Linked DNA regions of Mus musculus: region 2 is linked to region 1. The links are chromatin contacts, called in public Hi-C maps. All regions are on one chromosome and are shown on one strand. The core of a region is the stretch at or near the end of the contact, and the rest is flanking DNA. Distances in the headings are between cores, read along the strand shown.

What was found. A called contact is a pair of places that touch in the nucleus more often than the background predicts.
Region 2: a contact with region 1 is called in a Hi-C map of B cells, with 5 read pairs. The contact joins the promoter of Chsy1 here to the promoter of Fam169b in region 1. A contact is called at or near these places in 1 of 39 promoter capture datasets (pre-B cells), 1 of 484 Hi-C or Micro-C datasets (B cells), 1 of 115 datasets of contacts at active chromatin or transcription factors (double positive thymocytes) and 1 of 9 other capture datasets (liver).

The regions. Positions count from the first base shown.
Region 1 is chr7:68,274,157-68,278,917 of GRCm38.p6, forward strand. Fam169b (family with sequence similarity 169, member B) reads left to right here and starts at 1,828. Exons shown (of 9, transcript NM_001374636.1): 1 at 1,828-1,885. The coding sequence starts at 1,855. It overlaps Gm16157 (predicted gene 16157), which reads right to left and starts at 2,438. Exons shown (of 4, transcript NR_040340.1): 1 at 2,361-2,438; 2 at 1,002-1,181.
Region 2 is chr7:66,107,396-66,112,156 of GRCm38.p6, forward strand. It overlaps Chsy1 (chondroitin sulfate synthase 1), which reads left to right and starts at 2,097. Exons shown (of 3, transcript NM_001081163.2): 1 at 2,097-2,832. The coding sequence starts at 2,516.

The DNA of each region.
Region 1 (4,761 bases), core at 578-3,077:
TTGTTTGTTCATATGTAAAACAGAGCAATATCAAAAACATCAGAAGCAAGGTTAGAATTGATTAATAAACTTTTGACCTACATGCTAATAGTTTGAGTAAAACACATTATTATCAGAGACACATACATAGACAAATATATATGATGGCTACATTGTAAAGATACTTGTGGCTACTGTTTGGTTTCAGACCTGGGACAAAGGATTGAGGTACATATTTTACATATCAAAGCAACCTCATCCCCAGGTTCTCCCAGCATCCCTCACTCCCTACCTGGTATACCCTGCCCCCAACCTCCAGGGTCTGGGCTGCCCTCCCCCCAGAGGATCTTCCCTATATAATCCAGACATTTTGGTCTCTCAAATCCCTTCTTTCGTCTCTCTGTGCAAGTCTCTTTCTCTCTTTCTCTCCCCCTCTCCTTTTCCAATGACGACTTTCCTGGCCTTGATCCTTGGGCCAGTGAACTTGCCCTTCATACAGCAGCTTCCAAATAAACCTGCCTTTAACATAACCTAATCCAGTTTAAATTGGCTCATTTAACTAATTGATAGAAATAACCTATCAGTTACTGAAAGACACTTACAAATACGGCTATATTGTAAAGACACTTTAGGAAGCTGTCTTGAGAAGACCACGCACACCTGGATGTGTCTCATTTCCACCCCTTCCCCTAACACCTATCTTTCTACCACTAACCTTAAATCTATGTTTAAAATCTAATAAACTGTGACTCTTCGACACAACGACTTACTCTGACATTCTTTTTGGCACTGAAGTCAAAAATTCTGGCTTCACCAGAGTGGAAAAGAATTCCCTGCTACACACAGCGCAGAATTGTGTTGTGTCCCCAGTTACCATTGCCCCAAGGCCAGTTGTCAGGATCCCAGATTGTTCTCCAGCTAATGGGCTCAAGCCTTCTTCCTCCCTCGGTCTCCCCAGTAGTTGGGACATCCGGTGTGTTTCCATCAGAGTCGGGTGAAAGGTGAAATTTGAAATCACTCACCGCTGCATCCTCCCAAAGCAACGTTTTGAAACAGCTGTGTATACTGGAGAAGAATTGTCGACCTTGAATATTGCTTTGTCAAATGAGCTCCTGCTTGGCTTTTTAGTAAATCGTAGGCACATTACAGTTTCCAGGAGACTGTTGGGACTCTGAAACCGGCAGAAAAGATTCCTGGATGCCCTGTGTTAGATGTGCGTTTATTACATATTTGCTATTTTTCAGCCAAGCCAAGTTTTTGTTCTTTTTTTTTTTTTTTTTTTTTTTTTGGTTTTTTTTCGAGACAGGGTCTCTCTGTGTAGCCCTGGCTGTCCTGGAACTCACTTTGTAGACCAGGCTGGCCTCGAACTCAGAAATCCGCCTGCCTCTGCCTCCCAAGTGCTGGGATTAAAGGCGTGCGCCACCACGCCCGGCTCAAGCCAAGTTTTTGAAAAGGGTTAATGCAAATGGTTTTTGCACATAGAAGGGAGCGTGGTGGAAAAATCTGTCAGTACAAGCTTGGGGCACGGGGGAGGAGGCTGCTTGCCTGTGTTTATGGTAGTTCAAGAACAGCAACAAACTCACTATTGGCTCAAAAGTCATTCTTTTTGTAGATTAGACTTTGCGGAGTCAAGGTTTGGTTAAAAAAAAAAAAACAAAACAAAACAAAAGGTGGTCCAGTAGTGTGTGTTGGGGGAGTGGGGGCAGAGATAAACGCCCGCAGCAGGAGGCAAAGGAGTGAGAAAGAGAAAGCCTCCGGGGAGGTGGCAGGGCGGGGCAGCCCCTGGGGAACTCTTGGTAGAAAGGTTGGTGGCTCTGGTGGGGGGAGGGGGTGGGGAGGTAGAGGCTTACTAGGTGGCAAACTCCGTACCGGAGCATGGAGGCTGAGGCAGTCCGCGGAGTCACAGGTAAGGGGTGCTGCGGTCCCCACGTAGCCAATCGAGGGCGAAGGACGCGAATGGTAGCGGGCAGAGTGCCGCACACCCGTCGCCACAACAGCTTGGGGTGCAGTGCGAGGCTAAGGGCCTCTCCTCTCTTTCTCTCTCTCTTCCTCGGATTCATATAAGTCCCAGGCTAGCGGGAGCTGGAGGAGGAACCTCCAGAGTTGATAGTCTTAGATGGCTCTGGGCTGGGTCCTCACCCGGGTCTCCGGTTCTGTTTCTCACCCCTCCCCCACAACCCTCAACACCGGCCTTGGGGACCTTGGACCTGGGCTTGCTGGCCAGGCTGGGGAATGAGCTCCGAGGTGAGAGAGAAGTCCGAACAGCAACCCATTCCTACTTTCCAGCAAGGAGGACCCAGGAAGCGCCTGGACCGAGAGAAGTGTCCCGGGAATCCACGCTCTGGGCCAGCCTCTTTGCTGGCTCCAGGGACACAACTCACATGCCTCTTCCCGCCCAGTTTCAGGATTTGAAGATACTTTCTTGAGCCGGCCACCTCTGAGGTCTTAGGGGATGCCATTTCAGGCCTTTGGCTAGACATCCTGGTCACAGGTGGCTGGCTGTGTCGCACGGATAGTCACACTGCACACAGCCCACCTACAGTAAAGTCAATCATGGCAGGGGCGCATTTGAGGCTGGCAGGTAGCCACTCGCTCTTATGACCTACTTTAAACGTTGCAATTGAGTTGTTTTTCTCCTGTTTTCAGGTGCGTGAGATAAGGAGAGATTGTAGCCACTAGCTAATTATATGGATTAGTAAGGATTTAGTTGATCTAGAGATTAAGAAAAGGCTCGTCTTTAATTTTGGAAAGGGAGCTATTTCTCTTTTGTTTTAGTCTTGTGCACTTTTTTTTTTTTCTAGAAAGTTAAGAGTGCTGTTTCCAGTTTACACGCTGGAAGACTGGAATAAAAGTCTTGCTTTTTTGATCTTCCTCATCTACAAAACAGGAGAAGCCCCCTAGGGTTTATTAAGCACAGCAGTCTCTCATTACACTCCCATCTCTACTAGTGGGTCTCTTTCCCCTCCCCTAGAGTGAGCAGGTCCTTCCCCATCTTTGCTTCAGAGAGCTTCCCCTCCCAGGCCCATGTGATGGGAAAAAAAGAATAGTAATTTCATCTTCTGGAAAAGAATCGTTGGCCTGAGACAGTTTATGGCTTTTCCCTGTATGCGCTCCGACCTTTGCTGTGGTTTTGATGGCCACCGGTGGCTCAGATGACACACAGCAGTCTCCCATTTATCATTTCCACATGTGTGAGATCCTAATGGGTTGGAGGCTTGCATAGTTGAACTGTTGCCTGTGCTTTGATAGCTGTTTCCAGAAACAGCTTGAGCAAATCTCGTCTACTGGGGAATCCCTTTCTTTTTAGTAGAGAAGCATGAAAGGAAAAAAAAATAATAATGCTTTCAGGTAAGGTGACTTGCCAGCCTCTACTTAGCTTCACCGCTGAAAACCGAGGAAGGACATTCCTCCCGCAGCTGTGCTCTGTGTTCGCAGGAGGGGCCCCCGGGAGGTTTGGTTTGGGGCAGTGCCATCCAAAAAGAGATTTGGGGGTATCCACAATAATTTACATCCTGATGCCCCCCCCCCCATATCCGTCTCCTCCCTCCTCTCTCTACATGTTTTTTGGTTCCCTGATGCCAAAAACCTTCTTAGGTTCCACTGGGCCATCTGTTGCTGTCATTTCAGCTTAGAACAGAATGGAAAGGAAAGAGAAAGCCAGACACAGCCTGGTCTTGTTACCATCCTTTTTTCTTTCTTCTACTTCTTCTTTTTCTTTCTTTCTTTCTTTCTTTTTTTTTTTTATCTTGAACTTCTTCCCTTAGCTATGGACTGCTTTATGAGGCTGCATTGCCTCATAAGGATTAGTTGAGGCCCTGTGTATGTGGGAACTCATTGCTGGGCCCTGTGTCATATTAATAGTGAGCATAGAGAAAGCCATTTCTTTTGCCTTTTGAAAAGTGGGATGTCCTGATAATTTGTGCTGCTAATAAAGCAGAGAGGATTGACCGATAACGGAGCTAACAAGCAGGTTGGGGGTAGTTCAGAAACTTGCATTGTTTGCACGGCTTTCTATGGAAGGGAACAAGAGGTCAAGGAACAGGGAGAAGTGAGTGGGGGCTTGTTTGGAGGCCTTCCCAGGTCCTTTTAAAAGAATTGAGCATGCCAAAGACCATATGTCGGTTTGTTTGTTTGTGTGTGTGTGTGTGTTTGTTTGTTTGTTTGTTTTGAGCCCTCTTCAGATCCCAAGGAGCTATGCCAAGAAGTACTGGTATGGGCAGAGCCCTGAAGTGGGGCTGGGGGAAAGGAGAGGACATGTCACAGGACTCTAAAGGGGCCAGACACAGCTATAGTTTGAAAGGCATTTGCAGAGGCAAGAAAAGGAAAGAATATTATTAGGTGGAGGTCTCCCACCTTGTCAGACTCAGGTCACCAGCTTTGGTGACAAGTGCCTTTACCCACTGAGCCATCTCACTGGCCCGGCCTGTGCGTACTTGTGTGTGTCTGTGTGCGCACGCGTGTGCACTCACAGTTCACTTTTAGCATGCTGTATGTCAGCTATAGTCCTGAGCCCTTCGCAGGCAGGACTGTAGCTGACCTTTACATCAGACAGAACTGGTGAGGAAACAGGCCCAGAGATGGACTGGGGTGATCTGTCCATAAAGTGGCAACACTGGCATTAAAACAGAGGTTTCTGGGGGGCTGGGGGTGTGACTCGGAGCATTGGGTTTCCTCAGAAAGTGGGAACTCTCCTCTCCAGTTCAAGAAAGAGAGAGAGAGAGAGAGAGAGACCATGTAGCTGGTTGAGTCAGTTCATAAAGGTGTTTCATAGATGACCTCATG
Region 2 (4,761 bases), core at 847-3,346, 2.2 Mb before region 1:
GATGTTCAACATTCTCAGCAAATTCCTGACACACACACATTCCTGTCTTTTCATTGGACTTAAGTTTAGAAAATATAGACCCGTCGAAAGCAGGCTTGAAGATAGTGAGGGCATTGACTATGTCACAGCGTCCAACATCTGTGTCTTGCCAGATTTGCGCTTTATGTAAATCAGTGTGAATTATGAATTATGGGGCAGCTGCTGAACTTGGGGGCTCTGGTGACGTCTTGGTGTTTGTGGTTATGGTCTTACTGGAACCTTTCTCTATGGTTTCCCAGCCTGTAATTCATGGCTAGGTGTCCTGTATTTCCCAGAGACCACTGCTGGAATCTGGTCTTCACTACACAATGAATATTTTATCCTTAGATGTGGACCATCTCTTACAGGGAGAGTCAGGGGAGGGGAGGCGATGAACTATTTTTGAAATAAATCACACGTGTCAAAGAAAGTGGTACTATCCAAAGAATAAACAGGAGTAGCCACCATTCAGTGGTGGGGAGGACTGTGCTTCACACAGCTTTGTGGCTTAAACTGGAATATTTCTGTTGTTTGATTTATTAATCATGAAAAGGAGCTACAAGAATAGGCTGCCCATCCACCCACCCCACCCCACCCCACCCCACTCGAAGCACTCTTGTTTTGTTGTTGTTTTAATATTTATTTATTTTATGCACGAGTACACTGTCGCTGTCTTCAGATACACCAGAAGAGGGCATCGGATCCCATTGCAAATGGTCGTTAGCCCCCATGTGGTTGCTGGGAATTGAACCTCTGGAAGTCAGTGCTCTTAACCGCTGAGCCATCTCTCCAGCCCCATTTTCTATCTTTTTGTTTGTTTCTTTGATTGATTAAATGAGAACTTCTTAGGCTCTGGGACCGTAGTTCAGAGGATAGAGTACTGGCCCAGTGTATCAGAGGTCCAGTGGCTGATCCCTGGCACCAGGGCTGGTAGCACACAGGCCTGGAATTCAGGTGACTCCAGTTCCATAAGCAAGAGGATCTGGAGTTCAAAACGATCTGCAGCTTCAGCTAGCACCTGGGCTCTATTAGAGCAGGTCCAAGTGGCTACTTTGCGATTATAATCCTAACACATTGGTGACTAAGAAATAAAATTGGTATTTACAAACATTTGTCATGTGGGCACCCAAGTTGAAGGGCTTTCGTTTTTAACAAAACGTATAAAAGTTAAGACAGAGCAAATATAGGGAAACTGGTATCCAACTTAAAAATCCATTCAGCGAGCCTAACTTACTTGGAGACCTCCAGAATAGTAAGAGATCCTGTTTCAAAAAACTAGGTGTATGGCTCCCGAGAACCCATCCCCCACACCACGTACACAATCCATATCCGTTTTATAAATCTACTCTTAAAAATACTGACAGACTTAGGTGAGGGGGGTACTAACCAGCTCTCTGCTCACTGGGACTAAATACAGGTATTTATCATCTAGTGGTAACTCACCCACCCATCTCTTCAATATCCATTTAAAAAACTAATATGCCGGGCTTGGTGCCGCTCGCCTTTAAGCCCAGCGCTCGAGAGGCAGAGACAGATCTCAGATTCTCTGAGTTCGAGGGCAGCCCTAGCTACTTAGCGAATTCACGTTTCGCTCCCCAGCCCGCAAATCCCCTAGCGTTCCTAGGTGAACTGTGGCCGTGTGTGGCTCCAGCCCCGCCTGCAGCGTACAAAGCTGCAGTGTGGACCCCGCTGTCCTGGCCACCGAGTCGGGAGGTCGGCCCGGGGAGGGAAGGGCGTGGCGGCTCTCGGGGCATCTGGGGAGCCGGTCAACTCAGTCCACGTGCGGTGCCGGACCGCCGGCTCCCAATGCTGGCGACGGGGGCGTGGCCGCGGGTACCGGGCAGTGGGGGTTGGAGGGACGCCCGCCCCGCTGTCGTCGATGCTATCCCACGCCCCTCCTGCCTGGCCGCAGACTGCGGGGCGGGTGCTTTTTTTTTTTTTTTTTTGGTTAAACTTTGGCCACGTGAACTGCCCCCCATTCACTTTTGCGCCAATCACGAGGCGCGGACGGATCCCGAGAGGGGCCACGGCACGCCGCCGGCGGGCCGCTTCTTAACGCGCGGTGCGTGACGTGAGGGGCTCCTTTGCAATGGCGCGCTAAGCCGGAGGATGTGCAGCTGCAGAGGCGGCGCAGGGCACCGAGAGGGCGGGCGCAGCGCGAGCCGAGCCGAGCCAGCCGGGGGACGCGAGCCGCGGGAGCCGCTGTCGCCTCGCGCCGGAGTCGCCGGCCGCGCGCGCGGGGCATGGTCCCCTCTTAAAGGCGCAGGCCGCGGCGGTGCGGGCGGGCGCGCGGAACAAAGCGCCGGCGCGGGGCCTGCGGGCGGCTCGGGAGCCGCGATGGGCGCGGCGGGCCCGCGGCGGCCGCGGCGCTGCCCGGGCCGGGCCTGGCGGCGCTAGGGCGGGCTGGCCTCCGCGGGCGGGGGCGGTGGGCTGAGGGCGCGCGGAGCCTGCGGCGGGGACAGCGGGACAGCGGCCCGGCGGGCGGAGGGGCGCGGGCATGGCCGCGCGCGGCCGGCGCGCCTGGCTCAGCATGCTGCTCGGGCTCGTGCTGGGCTTCGTGCTGGCCTCGCGGCTCGTCCTGCCCCGCGCCTCGGAGCTGAAGCGAGTGGGCCCGCGGCGGCGCCCCAGTCCCGAGGGATGCCGGCCAGGGCAGGAGGCGTCGCAGCCCGGCGGGGCGCGCGGCGATGCGCGCGGGGCGCAGCTCTGGCCGCAGGGCTCGGCCGCGGAGGGCGTCCCGCGCGACAGGAACTTTCTCTTCGTGGGAGTCATGACAGCCCAGAAATACCTGCAGACCCGCGCCGTGGCCGCCTACAGGTGAGCCCCCCTTTCGTGGATGCCATCGCCTGCATCCGGCATCCTGGCTGGCGGGCGGGCGGCGTTACGGGTTCCCCGGAGGCTTCTCTGGTAGCTGCCAGCGGCTCAGCGCAAAGGCAGCAGGGCTTAGGATGGTGAGCATCTCTCAAGGGCAAGGCTTTGGGATTGAGTACGCTGGCCTCAGTGTGTGTGCCTCTCAACCTCATCTCCAGGGAGACACGTAAGCTTTCTGTGTTCAAGACTTCTTTGTTAAAAGGAACGAGTCTCCCCCATAAGGTGGTGGCGAAATTCAATGTTGTACCTGCGATAGTGGAGGCAGAGTTATAATTTGAGTCTCTAAAATAGGCACTTTGTCATTTCGAAGGGAGAGCCCGCTTAAATTAACCTGGCTAGGGCTCCTCCGTACTGTACTTTAAGATTCTCACTTTTGGTGAGCGTTTCCACTCTGCCTTTGAGCAACACTCTGGTTTGTTAAGTAGAGAAAAAGAACCTTGAGGAAAAACAGTTTGTGTGATCGATTTAGTCATTGTAAGACTGCAGCCTGGTGTTCCCCAGCGCAGCCACCAAGGCGTATGCGTGGTAGGAAGTAACTGGGCCCTAGTAGGCTAAAGGAGTCAGTAGAAGTGGCAGCGATCATGTTCAGGATTAACAAAGGGATTAGCCAAAGCTGCCTTTAGAAAAGGAGATGGTTTTAGAGTGGAGGGCATGGTTAGAACTGTATTTGCATTGAAGTGAATCTGAAATACAAGAGGGGTAGACCCAGGTGAAGGAAGGGACTCGTGGAAACTTTTGTGTGTGTGAAGTACAAAAACCTTTACTGTACGGGTGAAGTCTGGCGTTCTTCCAGGCAGAGACTCAGTGGCAGGAATGGTTTCAGAGCACGGATGTTCTGGGGCTGAGCTTTGTGAGCAGGGCTATACTAGTTGATGTTTGTTTTTACATTTTTTAACCAGTGCTTTTATAACTTGGCTTTTGAATCCAGTTTCTGGTCTAAGTTTTCAGGCAGCAGACGGTATAAGAAAACAAGCATGGCTGGATCTCTTCTTTCTTTAACTCAAGTGAGGGATTGAGGAAAGAGCAGTTAAAGCGTTTAAAGGCTTGACCACCATTCCTGCTGCTAATGTCCAGAGGCTGCGTCGTGCTAAGAACAGTTCTGAATGGCCAGAGGCCACAGGTGGCAGGCTGTATGTGGACTAGCGGAGTAGTTTGAGAGCAAGTAGGCTATAGTTCTCCAGATGTTCTTTGACTTAATATCTTTGTCAAAAATTGAGGACCAGGGCTGGTGAGATGGCTCAGTGGGTAAGAGCACCCGACTGCTCTTCCGAAGGTCCGGAGTTCAAATCCCAGCAACCACATGGTGGCTCACAAACATCCGTAACGAGATCTGATGCCCTCTTCTGGAGTGTCTGAAGACAACTACAGTGTACTTACATATAATAAATAAATAAATCTTTTAAAAAAAATTGAGGACCAGATGTGGTGGCACCAGTCTTTAATCCCAGCACTTGGGAGGCAAAGCAGGTGGATCTCTGTGACTTCCAAGCCAGCCTGGTCTACATAGAATTCCAGGCCAGATATGACTAACACTGAGACCCCTCTCAAAAAAAAAAAAAAAAGTTAAGCAAACAAATAAACAAACAAAAAATGAGAAAAGGACCCTTCCCTCCTTTGGTTGAGAAGGTAAAGATGATTGTTAAGAAATCTGACAACCTGAGTTTGGTCCTCAGAAAGATCTCACAGGGTAGGAGAGAGCTGACTCTCCGGAATTGTCCTTTTGACTGTCACACCTCTGCCATGAGGTACATTTGCACGGCCACACAACAGATACTTGTAGATAAAATAAATGCCCTTTCAGCAATAAGGCTAAATTGAGGAAAAGGCCACTAGATTGTGTTGTGGTTTTGAAAATAAATCCATGAAATTACAGTT